Linked DNA regions of Anas platyrhynchos: region 1 is linked to region 2. A link is a contact called in public Hi-C data. All regions are on one chromosome and are shown on one strand. The core of a region is the stretch at or near the end of the contact, and the rest is flanking DNA. Distances in the headings are between cores, read along the strand shown.

Region 1 (5,127 bases), core at 55-2,554, 57 kb after region 2:
TGGGTCAGTCACTGGTTAGGGGTTTTATCAATACCTGTGTTTAAATAAAAAAAAATAATAATAAAAATAAAAGAGGTAAAAACTCAGCAGGTTTGAAAATCTTCAGGCTCCAAAAATCACTCAAGGCACCCAGTTCTTCAACCTTAGCTACCCCCTGCTGCCCTCTCCCCCCAAAAAAAGAAAAAGCTGTGATTTTAAAACATGGCAGATAGGCCTAAAATGTCCAGTTATTTGTGCTAGTTTACCAAACTGTTACCATGCTGACACATCATGAGCTTGCACCAACACCACTGGTAAATAACAACCCTACCCACGCCTCATTAGTCTCCAGCCCGTGGAGCTGCTGAAGGATGGTGGATTGGACCGATTTAATCTGGCTGCTTGTCCAGTTCCCCACGATCTCAGCTAGCAGTTCCTGCACTGGGCCAAATAACTTAGTGAGATGTAAGCTGTGGAGGGCATCCAACCCGAATCTGTGCGGGTGTCACATTCCTCCGTAATGGGCTGTGATAATTGCCCTTCCTTACAAAAGGAGGAAAAAAAAAACACCCTCTGATTTAACTAATCAGTTTGAATTGTTACTCATAACTCGGGCAGATATCAAAGCCACTGCTCTTTAAAAAAAAAAAAAAAGTAACATTGCACAAGAATCTTGGGTGGATTTTTTGCTTTATTTTCCCTACCAAAGCGGAGAAAGCATCCTGGTTCTTCCCAGCTCTGCGACCTCGTGGCAGGGCAGGGAGAGGACCTGGAGTGGGCACACCTGCTGTAGCCCTGCAGGGTCCCTGGGAGCCTGAGAAACACCTCGCAAGACCCCACAGCCTCATCCAGGTGGCTCACGATGGTTAATGAAGCATCTCCGACCAGCCTGTGCTGGGACCACGTGAGACATTAGCCTTTGAGCACTCTCCTGTGGATAAAGCAACTTTTTTTTTTTTTAAATGAAGATGTGTGTACTGCTCTGGGTATGGCACTGAACGTGTTTATATGTTGTTCCGTGTCCACAAACGGAGGTAAAGCTTGGGTGACAGAGCATTACTCGCTTTGGAGCCCAGCATAAGCACACCACACCGCTCATTACAGAAGGTCTCACTTGCTGCAGCTCCTAGGAGCCTCCCAAACACGCATTTAAGGCCACTTCAAACTACCGTGTTTTTTCACAGGACGCGGAATTAGGCTGTCCCTTGTGGAAAGCTTAAATGAGTCCTTTGAAATTTGACCTAAATTAAAAGAACTGAAACACATTGTTATTGCACAAGGCGAGGGCTCCGAGCGGGTGCTCCAAGGACAGCGTCAAGGCACTGGATGGGGGAAGAGACTAAATTAGCTGCCCAGCAGAAGGATAACACACAGCCTGGGCAAGGGAAGGTCAAGGGAGAGCTTGCTATTTATCAAATATATGTCTAAACTAATTATTCAGTTCACAAAGTAACCCTTCAACCTATGTGTGCGGTCAAAGCCCTTGTGAAACGTTGGCTGTCAAAGGCCTTCGCAGGCTGGGTACACAGAAAGAGAATGGCTCCTTTATACACGCCGGGGTAGACTTATTTCTAAATATTTAAAAGCAGAAAGTCTTTATGCTCCCTGGGATAAAAAACTAGTGCTGTAAACACTTGATGCGAGACAGAATTTGATAGCTGACAGTCCCCAAACCAGCTCCTGCAGGCCCTGTTTCTGCTCTGGCCGCCCACCAGCCTTGGGTTTTCCTATCACTGCATGAGAAAAGAAAGCACCACAACCACTAACAAACAGATTCAGCGCGTGTCCGCGATAGCAATATTGACATTATCATTTACAACGGCTCACGATACCATCTTCAGGGTAAATATTTTTATAGGTACCAGAGTAGTAACAGCTAATGGTCACAGTCCCGGCGCCCAACACATCCAGCAATTTCTGACAGCACCTTAGGGAAGCGTGCTCCCAAAGGGATCAGATACACTGTGGGTAACCAAAGACAGCAGGAACTATCTTTTGGGGTATCTATCTATCTGTGTACACATGTGTGCACCCAGCTACGCAGCCGGTTACCCCAACAGATAGTTACTGCTTGTGCTAACAGAGGTACGTAGCCTGATACTCAAGGAAATGGTTGCAAATATCCCTAAAGTTGTGTTTAGCTAAGAGCCGACAGCATATTTTAACCCGAGGTTATTTATTGCAGGCAGCAGAACAAAAAGCCACGCTCTCAATTCCTGCTAATGGTGCATACGGCTTCTTGAATATTCTGACTCACTAAGACAATAAATAGCAACAATAAAAGCACTTAACACCAAAAAAAGACAAAATTCGGGGCATGCCCATGAAGGAACAGATCAACATATGTCACAAAAGGTCACAGCCCTGGCGACCTTCTCAGCTGGTCCGAAATGTCACTGCTCTAATGACTGCACCGTCAGCAGCCCCGCCGAAAACACACATTATTGGAGCACCTGACCCCCCTCAAATTAGCTCTGACCAAAATGTTTGGCATTTACTAAACTAAAAATAATAATAATAATAAAGCAGCTTTGTCTTTGAAGAGATTTTTAAAGTTTTTTTTTGTTTTCTTTTCAGCTCAGAGAGCTTGTGGGTGGTAGTGATGGAACCCAGAGAAGGTGACTATTTTTAAGGGGTCTAACGAAGTACATAAAGGAGGTTTTATTTCCCAAATCTCAGATATAAGTCCTACACAATTCACTGTATTCTGCAGCATAAAAGCTCTTATTATACCATTAACTTAGAAGCCTTTTTTCCCCTTTCTGGTAATGATTCAGGTTCTCACGTCTAAAATTATCTCATGTAAGTTAACATTCCTACCCAGGGAAGAAGTTTTAAATAGTTTTTAGCAATTTACACTTTGATAAAACCCAGATTCCCACCCACTGGATATTCATTGTGGAAGAAGCGTATTTTTAAAGTGTGCTTTTTAAAATAATAGAGCTATTCTTTCCCTGAAAAGTTATCAGGCATAAGTCAAAAATGTTACTCTTCTCCCTGCAAAATACTACACCAATCATGCAATCACATTCTTTCTGATTTAACCCTAAAACGAGAGGATCTCACTACAAGCAGCTAATCTGAAACCAGAATTATTCCTGATTTTGTCATCCCTCTGAAAAGCCAAAAAGGCACCAGATGTGCAATTAACAAATCATACGGTAAGTGGTGATGAGAGTTGGGCTTTTTTTTTTTTTCTTTAATTCTCAAGTTACCCTCAGAAGGGGAGGGGAAGAAACAAAAAAGCCTCGCTATCAACAATCTCTGTCCATGACAGATGACAATATTGCTATACTGTGTTAATTTTTTCAGGAATGCTTGCTAGGGAGGAGGGCTCATCGTCTCTACATAATTCTTCCCCTGCCATCAATAAAAATGTACTTGGAACAGATTCTAAAAATGCGTTAGCTGGTGACGTCTATTTTTAGAGGCAGTGGATAGAAACAAATACGTTTTGCATGAAAATGGATTAAACAAAAACAAAGCTGTATCCCTGGACATCAGTAGCAGAACGTGTAAAGGCCAAACTCTCTCCAGAACGCTCGCCTGATGAAAAATGTTTTATGGACAATTGCATTGTTTTGACAGTTGAGTTATTAGAAATGTAAGCACTCTTCCGATGAGGGATAAAAACCTTATGAAGGAAGCCTCGCTTTCCCCCAAGGTGTTCAGAGAGCAGAAAAGATCCCCCACAGCATAGTAAAATCAATCTTAAATACAATAAGACAATGAAAATAGCAGCCCTTCCTTAGCTCTGAGAAGAAAAACAACTTGAAAAGTCTGAGGAAGGGATATACCTACAGGAACGTACCAACAGGTGCAGGCTCAAAATAGGAGATTTTATCAAAACATCTCTTTTAAAGCAAAGGTTTCAACAAGTTTTCGCTTTCACAGTAATTAGCTGCTATCCTTGCCGTTCAGATCTCCAAATCTGCACTTCCAGAGTTTGCAAACCAGACAGCGTGCCAGTTGTTCTTGGATATTGACAACAATAGGAAAACCTGTAGCAACCAGCTACAAACAATAAAGCCATGACACCTGCTTTTGCAGAGTGCCCTGCAAAATTAAACAACCACGGCACATGATTAAAAGCAACTGTGATTTTTTTTTCCCCCTCTCTTAACCTTCCAGGTAGCTCAAATCACAAAGACGTCCAGCCGCGTCCTTGCCGGAGCAATATGCTACAGGTATACAAGTGCAACAGACCGGTTTCCTTAAAGACCCATTCCTGAAAACTTTCATCTGTACACTTTGATTATACAACGTGATGACAGTCCCAAGTGAAATCACTGACACCACTTGCTTGCACAAGATTAAATAAACACATGCTTGCATGAACATAGCCCGCGCGTGAATAGGAGAAGTTGGAAAACATAACTGTTGAGGACTCGTCTGTTACTTGCCTGGTATTTACCAAAGCATAGAAAGGTGTTGACTTTAATTTCAGATGTTGAGGCATTTCGAAATAACTTCTTTTGCAGAAATAAGCACTCTAGAGTGATTTACCTTCGGGTTCCAAAGTGGCGTCTTCGACAACTAAGTTAAATGACGGTCGAGCCAGGGAAATTCCAGCCATGGTGACCACCACCAGGCATATAAGGCAACCCGAATCCCAGCCGACCATCTTTTTAGAGTAAATTCCTGGTCCATTTCCATATCTCCATGTGGACTTTAATCCCATCTGAGCACTTCTACAGAAGCATGGACAGGACGCGGTGCCTTCGGCCAGGGCAGTGCCTCCTCACCAGGAGCGGCGGCTGCTGCTGCGGGGAGGAGAGATTTAACACGGTCAGTGCAACCATCCTAAATGCAAACCAAAAAAAAACACCTTACAAAGCCCTAAAAAGAGCTGAGGTGAGAGGGGGAGGAGGAGGAGGATGGGAAAAATAGTTTTCCAGCTTTGAGAATATGTGAAAAGTGAGTGACTTTTCATTTTCTGTTAGCAGTTTCCATCATCACCTGAGGCGTAACCAAGTCCTCCTTGTTTTCACAAAATCACTTCTCAGCACATATTTAGAGAGCTATTTTACTGACAGAAAGATATACAGTTTAAAAAAAAAAAATAAAGGCACACACATGTGCAGGCACATAACCTGTAATGCTACAAAATTACCACAATTATACAAATTATGTTCGTGTTATTGTTTG
Region 2 (4,874 bases), core at 1,192-3,691:
ACCAAAGGCACCTTAATCCTGACCCACTCAGCATCTATTCCCTCCAGACCATGCCATGGAAAGCAGACATTTCCAGACGCAAAATATCACTAGATCTCAAACAAGGTGAAAGTGTTACATTAAATTTTCTAATTTCCAGATTTTTCATGCCTTTCTGCATGACTTTATTTACATTACATAATTACAGTTTAACAAAAACACTGTGGTCTACAGAGAGTAAAATTACTCATTTCAAATTCAAGGGACACAAAAGCAGAACTGACAGTTCAGAATGACAGATGTGGGTAAAGCCACTGGAAAATGCCATTTTTCCCTACAGCAAGGGATTAGAGTTTTCATATGATATAGTACCCTTTCTCATATTAAAGCTGCAAATATAATGAGACACAGAAGTTAAAATATCGCTGCTAAGCTAGGGAAATATCTAAAAATCCCATCATGGCATGACTGTTTCCTTAAAAACTCTTGGAAATGATGATTAATGAGTTTCAGAGACCTGTGTGAAAGTTCTGGCTTACTTTCTTTTCTCTACTCACCATCCTGCGTACAGGCGCCAAGAAGATTGATGATATTTTTATGCTTTCCAATCATCTTCATCATCTCCATCTCTGATACCAGGTCCGACAGATCCTTTTCTGTAGCATCATCTGCACAAGACACAGGTGCAGTTCATATTTCCTATCGTGCCAGCTTCTCTAAGGCTCACCAGCTGCTATAAAGTGTGTGCTTCAAAATGTAGAATATGCGATCTGTTTCCTGCTATACACTGTGCATTATACAAAGTCATGTGTTATGCCCTAATGAAAAATCTCTGCCTCTTTGATGGACTGACTGCCTCTTCAGTCATATGTTAAGAGTCAGTAATACAAGACATAAAAATGCTGTCTTTAACTATCAACCCGTAATAACCGTGCCTTTCCTAAAAGCTAGCTTTATAATTAAATTCAAAGCAAACAGACCCCAAAACCACCTACTCCAGGATCTACGCGAGGACTGCTGCTGAACTGAACTCAGCTAAAAGCAGGGAGACCCACGCGATGCCAATACATCCAAATACTCGCGGCTAAAGATAAACAGGCTGTCAAGAGCCCAGATTTACACCGCAAACCACCGAAGGCTGAGGTCAGCTATGTGCACTCTGACCCCCCTACTCTGACAGAGCTCAGATGCTGCAAAGGAAACTTTTCGTGGCTAAAAGCAGCCTCGGACCCTGCTCGGACAATTTTCTTACCTTTCAGCATCTTCACGGCCACAGTCACCGCTTCTTTCGGCCGGTCTTTGTCAATCCCCACCGCTTCGGCCATGACCACTTGCCCAAAGCAGCCTTCCCCCAGGGGTTTACCCAGCGTCAGCCTGGAGGTGTAAACAGGAGATTAACACACAGCATCTGGGGCAGGGGCGCAGGCAGTGAAATTCCAGAGCTAAATATAAAAACCTTTCAACAACTTGCTGCGGCACGAAGCGCTTATCATATGGAACTAATGAGACGCGCGGCGCGCATCGGCTTTCACGCATGCTGCGGTCTGTTTTCTTAGGGACAGAGCAGGGAGTGTCTAATACAGACAGATCAGTTGCTAAACCCGGCTTTTAAGCTGCCCTTGTGCTTGTAACGGGAGAGGCCGTGCTCAATGGCTGGCTGGAGGGATGCACTGCTTGGAGGGGAAGAGCTTGCAGAGAGCATCGGGCTGCAGCCGAAATTTAGGATGCAGGAACAGGCAGCAGCACCCCAGCCTCTCATGTCCTCGTGGATCGTTTTCTTCTTTGTATGTAGACTGCAAGGAGATGGAAGAATGGTTTCTTTGTGCACGCTGCCATGTGTTTGCTGTCAGGCAGCTGATGGTTCGTATGGCAAAGGGTGGTATCAAAACCGGGTGGATGTTTTAGGTTTTACTAACTCCTGTGGTACAACAGCAGAGAGGAAACAGTCAAGCATACTTCCAGATAGCCTAATTTTAGCTCAAACTTCACATCCTTGCTTTCTGTTTGGGCATGCAAACCACACGCATTTGCTTAACAATGTCCTGTGCTGAAGGGATGACGCAGGGCAGCAAGAGCAGTGCAGCAGGCAGCAGCTGCAGGCAGTTATCACACACCGTTATCACCCCGCTCCTCTCCCCAAAACTGAGGAGGAGGTCAGGGGCCGCCTTCTTGGGAGAAAGAGGAGGGAGGACGATGGTGAGCGGGGAAACGAGGCCGGGGATGGGCGTGCAGGGAGGGGTTTGTCCCTGGGGGATGCTGCCGTGAAGGCACTTGGCAGGGCTCGGCGTCCCCTACACGCTGCCGTCTCCGCATCCACCCCGTCCACAGCAAGATCGCTCTTCTTACATCTTCACGCATTTCCCCAGCACTTTGATCCTTTAAGGGGCGAGACGGGAGCCTTTATCCGCCCACAGCTGGCTCTGGTACAGTCTGTTTCTTGGCTGCAGGCTCGCTGCTGCCACGGATGTCATGGCTGAGGGTAGCAGAAGACGCCTCCTCCCTGCAGCACCCGGGCTCTGCTCAGAGCGGGAAGCAGACTGGGGGAAAGTGGAGCCCCGTTATCATCCTGTGTTGATGTAAAGACCCTTTTAAGAGGAGCACTCACTATCTGGGCCAGCTGCCTATGCCACTGCACTTTGTGGAGCACATCTCCGGTTGCAAAACTCAGCTCTAACAGACAGACTTCAATCCCAACTCCAGGAGGATAAAAAGATAAAATACAGCAAAAACTTCGGAGCCTCTAGGCAAGATCTATTTTTTGTTCCAGCACAATGCTCACAGATTCTGTCTCCTTTTGCCACAAAGAACATTGTTTAACTCCAGAAGCAGGGCTGAAGCAGATGTCACGGAGAATGCTGAGTGAACTTGATCCAGTTAACGTTATCCACTGCTGGGGCCAGACTCGGACAAGCACTTTCGTATCCAAGTTCTTATGGTCGTGGCTTCCCATGGTCAAAAGCAGGATTCACAGATACAATGCAGGTAGGGGCTGGTTGCCAAAAGCACGGACTTCTGTCCTGGCCCATGAATCCCAGGGGGTTGTCATACCACCAGCAGAAGGCTGTTAGACCGAGGCTAAGTGGTTTGCAAACCCTCCTTGCTTATCTGCTCAGGGAAGAGAGAGGAGCGAAGGGCGATGCCTCCCCAGGGCAGCCCACGGACACTTTGTCAAGCACGGTCTCAGCCGTGGTGAGAACTCCTCAATCTGTTTTGGATTGGTTTCTAAAGCAAACGCTGGTTTAAAAAGGTGCAAAGACTGAAGGGCAGCATATGCTATGCTGAGGTCATCCTGCACTTTATCCAGAACTGAAATTGAATTTAGGATCTTGGCAGAGAACAAACATTTGCATTGGAAACTGGTTAATTTATGTGCTATTGCCCTGCTAGGACTAAAGTAACAAACCCCTCATTGTGTGCCTCTTGCCCCCCAACCTAATAAACTGCCTCTAAATAGCCTCCTTTCATTGGAAATCTGCTCCACCTACATTTGTGCTGAATGTCGGTTTTTAATGTTTAGCACTCTAAAATTTTCCGCATTTAGTGTATCCCCCAAGGGTATGGGCTGACAGAAGTATGTATACAGGCCCCCACTGTTGACTAGAATCCTGCAGGTGGCAATTACTGCTTTTTGCACTAATTTTCAGCTACATAATTAAAATAATTTCCAGAACAGTTGTCAGGAGGTTCAAAATTACGGCTCTGCTATCCAAAAGTTACAGTGCTGAGCTTTCAAAGAAAACTGTTCATGATAAAAGGTGTTAGTTTCTCAAATCCACCTAAAGACTTCTTAAAATTAGTATCAGATTTCATATATAATCCTGGCTCTACCTGTATTACTATTATCTATTTTACATGCCAACTTTATATTAAGCAATATGATCATAGCTCTGATTATTCGGCAGCTCATTTTGTATGTTATTCAACAGACTTCAAAGAATTATTTAGCCCTGTTAATTTAAATGTATCAAAATTCAGTACATTCTGCTTGAAACCTAGTCCTTTTAAACCACAGAAATTGTACACACAAGTACATAATATGCAAAATGCCCTGCTAAATTAAAAATGATCACCGCTAATATAGGTTAATACTAAAGCACCAGAAAAACCTTTCCATAAGATCTAAGTGAAAGAAAAGGTTTTCTAATTCCATATTCCAGACTTTCTCTATCTCCTACTTGACATTCTATTACATATTTTATAAACATTGACCAATAATGTACCAAACTAAAAAACATGGTTTAATGTACAGAGATAATGCTTGGGCAAATCTGCCCTTTAACTATGGTTGTACACTGGTATCTCTCCCAGTCTAGATCATATATATTTTAAAATAAAGTTTCAGATTCACTCCTAACTGAGGAGTTAAGATTTCAGCAGAGTATCTGAAACCCTTTAAGAAATCAGAAAATAAATCAGAGCAACAGGCAGAGAAAATTCATCTTCCATTTAAAAAAATAATAATTCAGATAATTGAATTGGATCTTGATCTTCAGAGAAGGTTCAGGTAATTGAGATTTTCTTTCAGCTAAAGAAACCCTGAGAGACTTTGGAAAGAAGCCCCCTCTCATACTGAGTCAAGTTGTATAGATGCACGTAGGTAGTGCTAAGGGAAATGGGCAACATACTTATCTCTCGGAAACTCCCATTTCGGGTCTTCTGGCAATTCGTATTCCGAGACTCCTGCCAGCATTGGGGCATCAGCAGTAGAGGAGAGGCGAGTAGTTATCCTCACCAGAGGCGTGTTGGAGTTCATGGAGGAGCTCGAGTCGGCCGACACCTGTTGTTGCAATGCAAGATACAAAAAACAAAAAGAGGAAGAGATGTAATCTTGGACCAAAAGCTGAAAAACAGCAGTACATGAAAACCAAGCCAGCTAGGAACAGTGGTATGAGGGA

What was found. Hi-C and Micro-C count contacts between places; a contact is called where the count stands out from the background.
Region 1: a contact with region 2 is called in a Hi-C map of F5 follicle, with 2.0 times the contacts expected there. The contact joins two enhancer-like sites. A contact is called at or near these places in 2 of 8 Hi-C or Micro-C datasets (F5 follicle and small yellow follicle).

What each region holds. Positions count from the first base shown.
Region 1 is chr6:36,498,132-36,503,258 of IASCAAS_PekinDuck_T2T, forward strand. FGFR2 (fibroblast growth factor receptor 2) reads right to left here. Exons shown (of 18, transcript XM_072039854.1): 2 at 4,486-4,742. The coding sequence starts at 4,660. Among named protein-coding and RNA genes, the nearest start is that of FGFR2, 21 kb to the right of the region's middle. Within about 2 kb of position 1,305, at least 4 of the 8 cell types and tissues checked have an H3K27ac peak or open chromatin away from gene starts, as enhancers often do. A contact at or near this core is called in F5 follicle and small yellow follicle, where this site is marked.
Region 2 is chr6:36,439,695-36,444,568 of IASCAAS_PekinDuck_T2T, forward strand. It overlaps FGFR2 (fibroblast growth factor receptor 2), which reads right to left. Exons shown (of 18, transcript XM_072039854.1): 10 at 4,605-4,755; 11 at 1,232-1,353; 12 at 537-647. Among named protein-coding and RNA genes, the nearest start is that of FGFR2, 79 kb to the right of the region's middle. Within about 2 kb of position 2,442, at least 4 of the 8 cell types and tissues checked have an H3K27ac peak or open chromatin away from gene starts, as enhancers often do. A contact at or near this core is called in F5 follicle and small yellow follicle, where this site is marked.